2 separate regions of the Danio rerio genome follow, and region 1 is linked to region 2. A link is a contact called in public Micro-C data. All regions are on one chromosome and are shown on one strand. The core of a region is the stretch at or near the end of the contact, and the rest is flanking DNA. Distances in the headings are between cores, read along the strand shown.

Region 1 (6,422 bases), core at 895-3,394, 380 kb before region 2:
GAGGTTTCTGAGTTCGCAGCAGGGATGTGTGGTCAGTGGATGGCGGTAAAGCAATGCCTCCCCTGTCATCATCTTCACCTGCCATCATGAGATGTATACTAATGATAATATGAATATTTGTCCCTTGATCTGTGCTATAAATTCAGTTTCAGTCTGATTTAAATGATTTTAATCATTTTTATATTCAAAATCGCTGGATTTTGCGTATTTCCTGTTTGACAAAGAAGTGAGGTGAGAGTCCAAGCTGTGCCTCAAGTCAGATTGCGCAATCCCTTGCAAACTGAATTGAGCGCGTGTCTTTTACTCAGTATATGCTAGCAATATAATGCTTCATTAAAATGTTTTATACAGTGTAGACATGTTTATTATAAAATTATTATAAAATTGGACTTTCAATTAAAATGTAAATAAATAATGGACGACCAATGCCGGAGCTGAAGGGCTTGCTTCAACAGACGGGACAGAAGACAACTCCATCATTTCAAAGCAATTCAAGTCATTCCAAGACATAATTTACAACTAAAGGTAAGACCAGTGTTCAAATCCTATGTGTGTGTGTGTGTGCGTGCGTGTGTGTGTGTGTGTGTGTGAATGAGAGAGAGCGAGCACATCCGCCGTGGTGTTGTGTATTTCTCTGATAGTTGTCTGTAGCATCCAGCTGGGTGTTTTTGGTAGGGCATGTTGAATCACTATACATTTACATTCTTCCTTGGCCCTACATGTACCTGCTATGTGTTTGGAAAGAATGCTGATATGATGATATATGAAACACAATCATTAGTTGGCAAATATATTGAGTGGATATGTTTCTAAATCTGACTTTGAAAGAGTCAGTGCCTCACCAGCCACAAACCTCACCGCACGTCACTGATATATATATATATATATATATATATATATATATATATATATATATATATATATATATATATATATATATATATAATAAATCCTGTCTTGATGCAGAAGGTGGAGAAACATTGCTTTCAAAGTTTCAAGATATAGTTACGTGGGAAAAGATAAATTCAACCTGAAAGTAATTAAACAATGTTGGTCACATTTTTGAATAATGATTTTTGATTTTATGATAGTCTCATGTGGTGTAAATTATGTTATTCTTGAAGGCAAACTTGATTTAAAATTCCTCATTCTAGTTCTAGCCTTGTATTCTTTGAGTGATAAAACAGCTGTACCAAATCATCACCACAAGATGTCAGCCAACTCTCACTAACCTATTCTGCAGATATCCTTTCAGACAAGGGCAACTCAAAAGCATAGACATAAAGTGATATTACATTAACTTAAATATGGATTCAAAATTTAAGCAAATAAATAAATAATAGGCAAGACAAACTATGATGATGGCTTGTGAAAGCCTGAATAATTTTTTTTGTACATTTTCAGTTCAAGATTGTCAAGTTTGAAGTAGCTTTAAAGCTTGCACTTAAAGATTTTGAGCTTGAGCGTAATGTTTTGGCATGAGATAACTCATTATTAGCGTGTTTCTAGCATATTTTAACACATACTGTAGCTAGCATGTTGCAGCACATTTCTTGGAACATTTTCAGTAAATTTATTTAACTTGTTGTAGATTTTGAAAGTTGTTTATATAAATCACACTTTATCCCCAATCCATGCAAAGAAACACACACACAAACACATTTTCAGCCACAAATACATTTGACTGGAAATACAATGATGCTGGCTTGAGAAAGGACAGCAGTCTGGAACAAACCTAAATTGATTCTTATTCTGCTTTTTCCCCTAGCGGTTCTTCTAAAAAGTATGCAGCACAGTAAAAAAGAGGAAGTGTGTCAGGTCAAATGTGCTATTATACAACAGAAAAAGATTGATTAATATGTTGTTAGTCTAACCGTTTTTCTAATAAAAAATAAAGACACAAAAGTAATAAAAATAAATTCCTTTGTTCCTACTGAATATAATTTCTGTTTCAAGAAATGAGTCAAACCAATGGGGAAAAACTGTAATGTAGGCATTGACAGCCCGCTGAAAGCTTAGATGCATGTAATAATACCATCTGACCACGAGATGGCACAAGAAGCCAACAAATCAAACACCATTCTCCACGATGCAATGATTTTTTTAGTCAGCCATGACTCAACATGTTGCTGATTGTTCTTTACAGTTGCAGCCCGTGACATTTATAATAGATGCATCACATTTCATGACTCATCGCTGCAGTCATTAGTAATCCTGCTCCGACTCGCACCTGACCCCTGACACATTTAGAACAGCACATCGATATATGGGCCACCTATCTATGAGTTATTTATGCTTTCTGGAGGAGCAGTGCCCACACAGAGTACTGTAGTAGCAGCTGACGCAAGACTGAGCAAAACTGTTCTGCAGATGCTAACCAGTTCACATGGAATAAAGATATACTCATGCACCCCATTGTGCATTTACATATTAAAAGGAAATACCATCAGAAATGCATGCAGAAAATGGTGGTTTTTGAGAAATGCCGTGCAGTCTAAGAGATGTCGTCTTTGACATCACAGTTGTTTACCTTGACCAAAGAAGATCCCTGTTAATTTTTTAAGCACTGGTACACCACTTGTTTTATGGACATCAGATTGCATGGCTTGTTAAACAGGTTTTCTAGTACTTTTATAATCTACTGTTTCAAGATTAGAGATGATGATATATATATATATGAGATGAGTTATATGGTGATGAGATTATTTAACACTTAGCAAATTGTCTTTTAGGGCCAGACAGGATCTGCAGATATTTTTTTCTATTTCTGCAAAAAAGTTTGTAAAAAATCTGTGGATTTTTGTGGAATTATTTTGGGAGTATCGTAACTAAAAACTTAATATTTGAAATAAAAATAATATATTTTTATTTTAAACTTTTTTAATGCTCTTTTGTATAACAATACAAATTAAAAATTGAGAGGTATACAGTAATGCATTGTCAAATATTAATCCGACCCCCTAACCTCTCATTCATTAACTCAACAACACAATAAATACATAAATACCAAATTAAGAAAATTAAATACATAAGAACATGACATCAGAATAACTGGATACAGATGGGAAAAATAATAATAATTCAAATAATAATAATGAGGCTACACAGTAGGTAGTGCTGTCGCCTCACAGCAAGAAGGCCGCTGGGTCGTTGGTTCGATCCTCGGCTCAGTTGGCGTTTCTGTGTGGAGTTTGCATGTTCTCCCTGCGTTCGCGTGGGTTTCCTCCGGGTGCTCCAGTCCAAAGACATGCGGTACAGGTGAATTGGGTAGGCTAAATTGTTCGTAGAGTATGAGCATGTGTGTGGATTTTTCCCAGAGATGAGTTGCGGCTGGAAGGGCATCCGCTGCGTAAAAAATGTGCTGGATAAGTTGGCGGTTCATTCCCCTGTGGCGACCCCGCCTTAATAAAAAGGGACTAAGCCGACAAGAAAATGAAATGATAATAATAAATAAATTAAATTAAAAAATTATAATAATACAAAAAAAAACTAATAAAATGGTAAATATTACAGTTTGCCAGCACCAGATGTAATAAGCAGGCCTTTGATGTAATCAAGAAAGGAGTACCAAGTCTTATAAAAGAATTCTAGTGAGCCTGAGAGTGAGCATCTCAGCTTCTGACAGTAAAGAATGTCCTGTGTCAACTTGTCATGTGTAGGGGGGAAGTGTGTTTCCATTTTAAAAGTATAGCACGTCTGGCTAGAATTGTGGCAAAGGCAAGAACCTTGCTTTCACGTACTGTCAAATTAGGTTCAAGGGATACACCAAAGAGGGCTAACAAAGGATCAGGTTGTATATTGATTTTAAGGGCTTTATTAAATGTATTAAAAACACCTGACCAAAAGGTGGCCAACTGTGGACATGTCCAAAGCATATGCAGATGGTCAGCAGGTGAATATTTGCAATGATTACAAGCTGAGCTCTAATCTGGAAAGAAATAATAGCTTTTTAACTTTTATTTAATGTTTACAATGCAAACTCAGATCAGATTCAGATTATAGATCAACTTATTTGGTAAACAAAGCAAGTCTATCAGATAATATGTCTATTAAAAGACAGAAAATGTTTAAACACTGTATTGCAAATAAATCAAATGAACATTTTCATAATAGTCACTGTTATTACTGAAATTAATAAAGAAAACTGAATAAATAGCAATGTACACACATTTACACAAGTAAATAAAAAGACTCATGGGCTAAAAATGCGTAAATCTGCATATTTCTGCGTGCGCAGATTCTGTGTGGGTCTACGTATTAGGAATCAAACAAAGTTTTATTCCTAATACGTAGAATTAGGATTTTTGTCATGTATACAAAAAATTCATTTTTAAACTTGCATGAAGTGTATTCCACTGTGGATGTTATCGTGTGGACAAATGCAGAAATTCAAATGCAGAAATGCATTATGTAGTTCTTAATGAGGCGCAAGATGTGTTTGGCGCGATTTGTTGCTTTTTTCAGACCAGCACAACAGTAATTTTTACATTTTGTGCCACTGCGTTTAAACAGCAAATCCATTTGCGCCATTGTGTGGACTCATAGGTGTGCTTGTATATAAAGGAGGTGTGTTAAGGCACATTGTTGGTTGCGTTACTACTTTAAGGAACTGAAATAGACTGCACCATTACTTAGATTTAAACGCTTACATGTTGCTTAATACACACAGTATGTACAGAAGTACACAAATATCTTTACATATTAAAACAAATATAAAGATTAAAATGTAATTGTGGGGTGTGGGGTGGCTTTTTCTGTTTATTCATGACAGTTTGCAGTTGTATAATGTTTTTATTAGTAGCTGTATTGTTATTATTTAAAATTATGCATTATTATTATTATTATTATTATTATTATTATTATTATTTACATATTTATATTTGTTTTAATAAAAGCAAGTTTACATTTGTCCACCTGTCGGTTTTGGAGATGTATGCACCACGATATAAGACGTGTGTTTGGATATAACGTGTCTTTGGAAATCTGAACTGAATTTAAAAATAGTTTTGAAACAAATCTTTGTGCTTAAACTAAATTAAATAAGTAGACTAATGGATGTCTTCAGTGGAGTGTGTACAACACCATTCCCATACTCCACGAAAGTAAAGAGTAAAAGTAAAGAGATAGTAGAGAGGCTGAATAGAGGATGCTCATTCTTTATCCTTGTGCTGTAGATGGTCTGTTTAACTGTTTTCCCGAAGCGTTTAGTTTTTCCACTTAGAAAGTCCTGCATGTAAATATGCACATTAAATGGAATGGGAGTTGAGACTCTGATTGGTTTAATGCACATTATGCTGAAAACACATAACTTAGTAAGAGAATAAGCACAACCCTGTTAGACCATGGGCCGGGGCAGGCGCAAACTGCATTTTTACGTCCTTAAGATTGCAAAAGTGGATTTGGACATGCCCTTAATGATTTTGCTCCATGCGACTTTGCGCCAATATCGTCAAAATAGAACCGGTTGAGTGTACATGGGTTGTTCACTCGTTATTGCTGTGCATTGAGTGCACTTCACAATGTCTGCAATGGTTTCTGACACCACTAGAAATGGCTGCTCCCTCAAATAGTGCACAATTCAAAGGGTATATGGGAGATTATGGAGATAGCCATGCATCTTTAATGACTTGTATGCTTTCATGACTTCATTGTCATGTAAACAGACCCAGATACCATGCACCAAAACTAATTTCCGGAGCAGTGATTCATATTGAATTGGGAATTTTCTTTTCTCCCGGGGCTGGTGTTTTCTAACACGCTCCTGATTAGTGAATAAACCTGAGATAAATAATCTTTACATAAGTTTCTAGCTGCTTTTCTTGGCCTGTGAATGCAGCCCTCAGTGGTTTGTGAGGTCAAGCTGGTTATAAACCTCGGATCTGCTCGACTTAATTCATTATGCACAGTTTACTCTATTAAATCCCAAACAACCTGGACATTACAGGAGGAAGTGTGAATTTTGAATGTTTGTAAATGAATTTTAATAAATGCTGACCATGGCAAGCTCAAAAATACAGTAAACAACAGTAATATTCAATTCAATTCAATTCTATATTAATTAATATTGTATAACACAATTATTCTATAACACAATTAATATTGTGGAATACTATATTGTTACAATTGGAAATAAGCTTTTTTTAGTATACATATTCCTCAGAATTTCTGTGTCATTACTCCAGTTTTCAGTGTATTTTTAGTACTATTTTTATTATAAAAAATAAACAAAATACTGCTTGATATTTTATGGCGCCATTTTATCACAACTGCTGAGTAGAAAGTTCATTCATTTATTCATTTTTCTTCGGCTTATTCACTGTGTTCATCAGGGGTCACCACAGCGAAGTGAACCGCCAACTAATCCAGCTGGGACTCAAACCAGTGACTTTCTTGGTGGATAATGTGAGCCACCGTGTCTCCCC
Region 2 (6,277 bases), core at 3,025-5,524:
CACAGTCTGTCATGGCTGCTCGAGATATGAGAAAATATGGGATTTCCTCAAAGTGCAGTCTCACAATAGAAGTATTAATATTCAGATGCATTTAGAGATAGTGTGACTTCTTTAAATGCACATCAAATTGCCAGTTATTCTCAGAAGACGTTATACTACTTTATTATTATGTGTGTATGGCTAAAAGTTAAGAGACCACTTATAAATTCTAGATTTATGAGCTGTATATGCATGGGTTTACATGTTAATAATTGCATAAAAATAATCAAATATGCGTAATAATCCTTCCCAATTTTAAACATAAAATTGTTATTTGGAAAAAAGATACCAATTCCAAATGTCTGAAATAACAAATGTTTGTATTTGCAACAGATTTTTGAGATTTTAGATATGTCATCACCAATTTACAGTATAAAAAAATGTTTCACTTAAACACATAAATAGAAATTGTAAATCCAAACAAACACACACACAAATTATAAATAAATAAATAAATAAGTAAAAAAAATATAAAAAATGAATAGTAAATAATAAATATTAAAATAAATAAATATAAATAAAAAAAATATAAATAAAAATGAACTTATTTTACACATCTTAATACGTCACAAATTAAAAATATTATACATCTTATAATTGCACTTGCTAAAAGCATATTTTACTGCCAAGCAACTTAATCTACCAAAATAACTAGAACAAACAATTCTCACAGCCACAATAACATGATGATGATAGAGTGATTTACGCCATCCGGATAAATATGATCTTATGAGTAAGTGTAACTGGTCGTGGAGCAGCTATACCTCTTCTACAGTATATCAGTTCTGCCTGCTGTCACACGACACTCTCATCAGTCTCCATCTCCTTTTAGATGTTAAATTACATTTGATCATGTCTGGATCCACTCTCCACTTCAACAGACGCCCAGCGTACCGCTTGCACTCAGATCAGATCAGATCTACTGCCAGATCCAGCAAATCACCAGCCATTCACAACCTCAACTGATGTAGACACCAAAAACATAAATATTTAGCAGTGGTGTCAAACCATTTACATATTTATATTGCACATTCTTTGTAGGAGTCTTTTTGGAACTTATAGTATATATTTCCATTTGCAAGAATCAATATCAATTAGTTTGATAAATCGCTTTTTTCGGCTAAGTTTAATGGATGCTTGAATAAAAATTATATTGATTATTACATTTGATTATTCAATTACTGTATACCTGAATATAGTTCAACTTTATTAAATAAATATATCTAAAAATATATTTTAATTTGTATCTTTTTTTTAATGTATACCTGTAGATTGTTTATTATATTTTATGCACTCCTATACAAAATCATCCCAATCAATCTAAAATAATAAACTGTTTTTCAAATAGTTATTTAACTCCTCTAAGTAAAATTGTATTAATAATATTGTTACATATCACAGAAAAAAAAAATATTGCAATGTTATATTTCTCTAATATCATGCAGCCCTAATATATATATGGTATTCATGGAGGCATATATATTTTCTAAGGTTAAAAATCAAAAACAGTCTGAAGTGATAATGCTAGTTATGAAGTACACGGTTGAGAGCAAAATTATTAGTAGTTATGTGATTTTTTTTCTTTTTTTTTCATATGCCAAGTTTTTTTTTAGTATGGCTGAAATACGCAGTTTTTTTTATTCAATATGTTATTTTATATATATGACAGTTTTTTTAACACATTTTAAGATTAAGTAGCCTCCTTAATAAATATATATATTTTTTTTATTAAATTTATAAATATATATTTTTAAAACTATTGAGCAATTCCATGCAAGTGTCGACCTTGCCATAAAAAACGTTTTAGCCAAAATAACAAATTTCTGCTATTTTTTTTGTGTAGGCTTGTATTTTACAGTACTGTAAAAATACTCAAAAATGTCTGTCAATGTTTTCAAACAACTATATTTGACTTACAAAAGACACCCAAGTGCCAATTTCACATCCGTCACATCCATAACAGAGAGGTGTCACATCCATAACAAAACTTTTTCTTTATAAATGCAAAAATGTAAAAAAATCTATAAAATCTCTTATTTTTGTTCTACAGAGAGCCAACTCTTATCCTTAAGATTAGCATAATTTCTTTTGGGTTGTACAGTTTAATTCACAGAATTTTTACAATGTATGTCGTATACTGTAAAACCGCAGACTTTTTTTCATCACATCCATAAGGCATGTTTATTTCCCTCATTTAAAGTTTAACAAATGTTTGCAGATTGATATTTTTCTGAACGTATAACTCTGTGGTTAGTTGTTTTGGAAAATATAAACAGATGTTTTAATATAATGTTACCATATACTTTCTCTGTGAATTTATGTTTTGAGATTTTACTACTGATTTTACTGAGATTTTAAAGGTCACATCCATAACGCTGGAACTGCTCTATTATGTTTAGGAATGTGTAGAAAAATATATAATATATGAAAGTTCTGAGATAAATAAAGAATTTTGAATAGTAATTATAATATTTCAAGTTTCTAAAGGTATTCAAGGAGGTAACTATGTAATTACAGTAAATAAGATGTGCACTGGGTTACATGGAATTTTCTCAGGCGTTTAATAATTATAAGATTCACCAAGAAAAAATATGGTATTTTACAGAAGTAAAAATGCAGTATTTACTAATAATTTGAAAGATGTGGTATTTTACTGAAGTAAAAAAGGTAAATAGTATATTTACTTTAAAAAATGTGGTGACGATGATTTTTCCTACGTTTACAGGTTACTTGCTGATGTAAAAGTGAAAATTATTATATTTATGAAGATAATTACGAAGACAATTATTTACTGTAAAACAGGGTTAATGTATGTTTTACAACTGACTGACTAGAGTTTGGGGGTACAATATTTAATTGCTTAAACCTAATAAAAATACCATGTACAGTAAGACGTACAATAGTTGGTGAGGCATTTTTACAGAGTGGCAATACTAGCAGATATAATACACACAATAAGCATAACCATGGTGGTACACATGGGTAAGAAATTCCAACTGTACGATTATGACACTGAATGACTGTGGGAAACGTACAGCATGCTATACTTGGTATGTTACCAAAACACCATATTATCACGAAAAGTTGTCTAACTAGCAGTGTACTGTATGAACAAAGAACCCCCATGAGGGAATTTTCTTCTCAGAGAACTTATTCTGCAGAAACTGGTGGATATAATGGTACAAAAGATTTACATGGTACTTTTTCAAATACCACAGAATTTACTTGCTAAACTGTGCAAATAGCATGGTACTATTAGAAGAGGTGAAGAGTGTTTTCTTTAGAGAGGTATTATACCACATTTAACAGACTGAAATACTGGCAGCTAAACACAGAAGTGCATACAGTGTGTCATTTCCTTACAAAAAGTAAGGGTGTTACCATGGTACAGTGAAAATAATTATATGCTGTATGAATATGACACTGAATAACCGTGAGAAACATATGGCTTGCTATTTACAAGGGATGTTATGAAATACCATGTTATTACCATGGTAAAGCACTCAACTAACAGTTTTAGAACAGCCAAAGAGTTTTCACTTGTTTTATTTTCATTACGCAAACACTGGTGGATATAGTCATGCCAAACGCTTACGATGTTTAAACGTGGTACTTTTCCAAATACCATGGCGTTACCATAGTAAACTTCCCAAAATAGAACGCAACTACTTTGAAAAACAAACCCCTCATGATGTAATTTCTCTTCGATATACAGCTTTTCCGCATGCACAAGCTATTGATGCTCATAAATCGCTATTTCGCACGTTATTCGGGTATGTTTGAGACTCACCGTCTATGTTTTCTCTGTCGCTGATGTGCTGCAGGTTGCAGCCCGTGTCCTCGCGGCTCAGCTCCGGTTCGGGCCGGTACGGCTCCAGCCTCGAGTGCGCGTTCCTCCGGAGCTTCGGGCTGGACGACACGCAGCATGATGTGCTGTTCCCCATGAGTACACCCGGTACCCGGTACGAGCAGATCAACAAACGGCTCCGATCGACGGAGCCCCTCCGCAGTTGATGGGCGTAACAGCTGCGGATGACGGGATGAAACACGGGCTCTGCGATCACTCCCGCTCGTGGAAAGACATCAGCGGGTCACGACTGTCCTCAACGCATAATCCACGCGATGTTTATGTGTCGGTAGGTTTTTCCATTCCCTCGCGTCGCTGTTACATCGTATCGTTCAGCTGTCAGTGTAGCGCCGAGCCTACAATCATACACATATACACACTGAAAGAGAGAGAACACCGGAACAGCTTCCGGTTCAGCCACTGACGTCACGCTGAGCGATGCTTTTGATTCTCTTTTATTTTATTTTCATTCATTAATCTTGGGTTGCCACCGCGGAATGAACCGCCAACTTATCCAGCACTTGTTTTACGTAGCAGATGCCCTTCCAGCTGCAACCCATCACTGGGAAACACCCATACACACCCATACATTACAGACTATTTTAGCTTCCCCAATTCACCTATAGCGCATGTGTTTGGACTGTGGGGGAAATCGGAGCACCCGGAGCCAACGACCATCTTGATGTGCCGCGACAGCACTAACTACTGCTTGTTTGTTTGCTGAAAAAGTTTGGGCATGGCATTCATATAGAGCGGGTAAATTTGGTGTGGAGGATTCTGAATGGCCTACACAAAGCCCAGAACTCAACCTAACTGAACATCTTTGTGATAAATTTAGGTGAAGACTGTGAGCTGGCTGTTCTCAACCAGTAAAACTTCTAGAATAATGGTCAAACATCCCTTTAAACACTCTCCTAAACCTTGTGGGAAATCTTCCCAGAAGAGTTGAAGCTGTTATAGCTTCAAAGGGTGGGCCAACTCAATAGTATATCCTATTAGTGTGTTATTAAAGTTCATGTGCATGTAATAAACTAAAGACAACTTTAGTTAATGTAGTGTACAAATATCAATAGGTGACAAAAATGCTAGTATCTAAAATACAAATGAAGAAATTGAAAGAATAAATAAATAAAAATAAGCCTGAAAAGATTGAATCAAGTAGATAAGATTTTGATTTGTATTAATATTTTTCTGTTTGTGTGAATTTAGTTGAACCCAGTTTTTATTTATGCATATTAGTCAGAGTAACAGTATCAAATATAAAGAATCAACAAGACACCAACTGAGGCCTTGAGACAAAGAACCATGTAAGTCCATATTTTCAAATTTTGAGTAATGAGATTTTTTTTTTTCTCTTGGATGGGGAACATTATATTACATATTTTTATTTTACTTGAAGATAGAAGCTTCTCAGAGCTAAGGAGGCAACATTTTTTCAGTGTCAGTATTACAAATCCAGAGTTAATGCTATTTATATTTCTCAAATGTGGAAGAAGGGTATATGTCCAGTTAATACATGTGTAATAACAATATAACTCCAATTCATCACATCACTTTAAACCAGTGGTTCTCAAAGTGGGGGGTCAGGGGTCAAAATAAATAGATTCCTAAAATCTATTTATTTTTTATGAAACCATAAGTTTTACCATATTTTATCCATAACCTACTGAAGAGAAAAAGTCGTTTATAGTTACTATGTACTATATAGTTACTATAGTAGCTTACGTTTACTAGTTCTATTGGATTGCGACCCCTGGGGTAATTACATTAAATTAAAGACGCAGCAATAGTGTCAGATGCAGCAGATTGATTTTATAACACCGGTTAAACTTTCTGTCCCATTTACAGCATTCACACACAATTAAAAATTCAATGAATAATAGACTTGACTCTATTGGTGTGTGTGCGCCATTGCATACAAGGTTTCTGTATTTATAACCACTTCAGAGAAAATTGGGGGTCCCAAGTCACTAGCATTGTCATTTCGGGGGTCACGGGCTAAAAAGTTTTGGGAACCCCTGCTTTAAACCACTAAACATCTGATCCCTTAACCTTAGTTTTAATACAGTACCAGAAACGTCAGGTTAATATTAAGCATTTCTTTTATTATCATTGAGCATTGCTGTTTATTATTGTTATTATTAGTAGTATTATCATTATTCATTCATTCATTTTCTTTTCAGCCTAGTCCCTTCATTAATCTGGGATCATCACTGCAGAATGAACCGCCAACTTATCCAGCATATGTTTTACGCAGTGGATGCCTTTTCTGTTGCAACCCATGACTAGGAAACATCCATACACACTCATTCACACACACACATGGTCTAAAAGAGGAAATATCAATCCAGTGAGTGAAAGTTCTGTGGCTGCAAATGCCTTGTTGATGGG

The links. Hi-C and Micro-C count contacts between places; a contact is called where the count stands out from the background.
Region 1: a contact with region 2 is called in a Micro-C map of caudal fin, with 7 times the contacts expected there. The contact joins the enhancer-like site here to the promoter of ccny in region 2. A contact is called at or near these places in 3 of 18 Hi-C or Micro-C datasets (caudal fin and embryo) and 2 of 4 datasets of contacts at active chromatin or transcription factors (caudal fin and embryo).

What each region holds. Positions count from the first base shown.
Region 1 is chr24:4,932,718-4,939,139 of GRCz12tu, reverse strand. No RefSeq gene overlaps it. Among named protein-coding and RNA genes, the nearest start is that of cpb1, 22 kb to the left of the region's middle. Within about 2 kb of position 2,144, at least 7 of the 62 cell types and tissues checked have an H3K27ac peak or open chromatin away from gene starts, as enhancers often do. A contact at or near this core is called in caudal fin, where this site is marked.
Region 2 is chr24:4,559,394-4,565,670 of GRCz12tu, reverse strand. It overlaps ccny (cyclin Y), which reads right to left and starts at 4,274. Exons shown (of 10, transcript XM_678927.10): 1 at 3,830-4,274. The coding sequence starts at 3,983.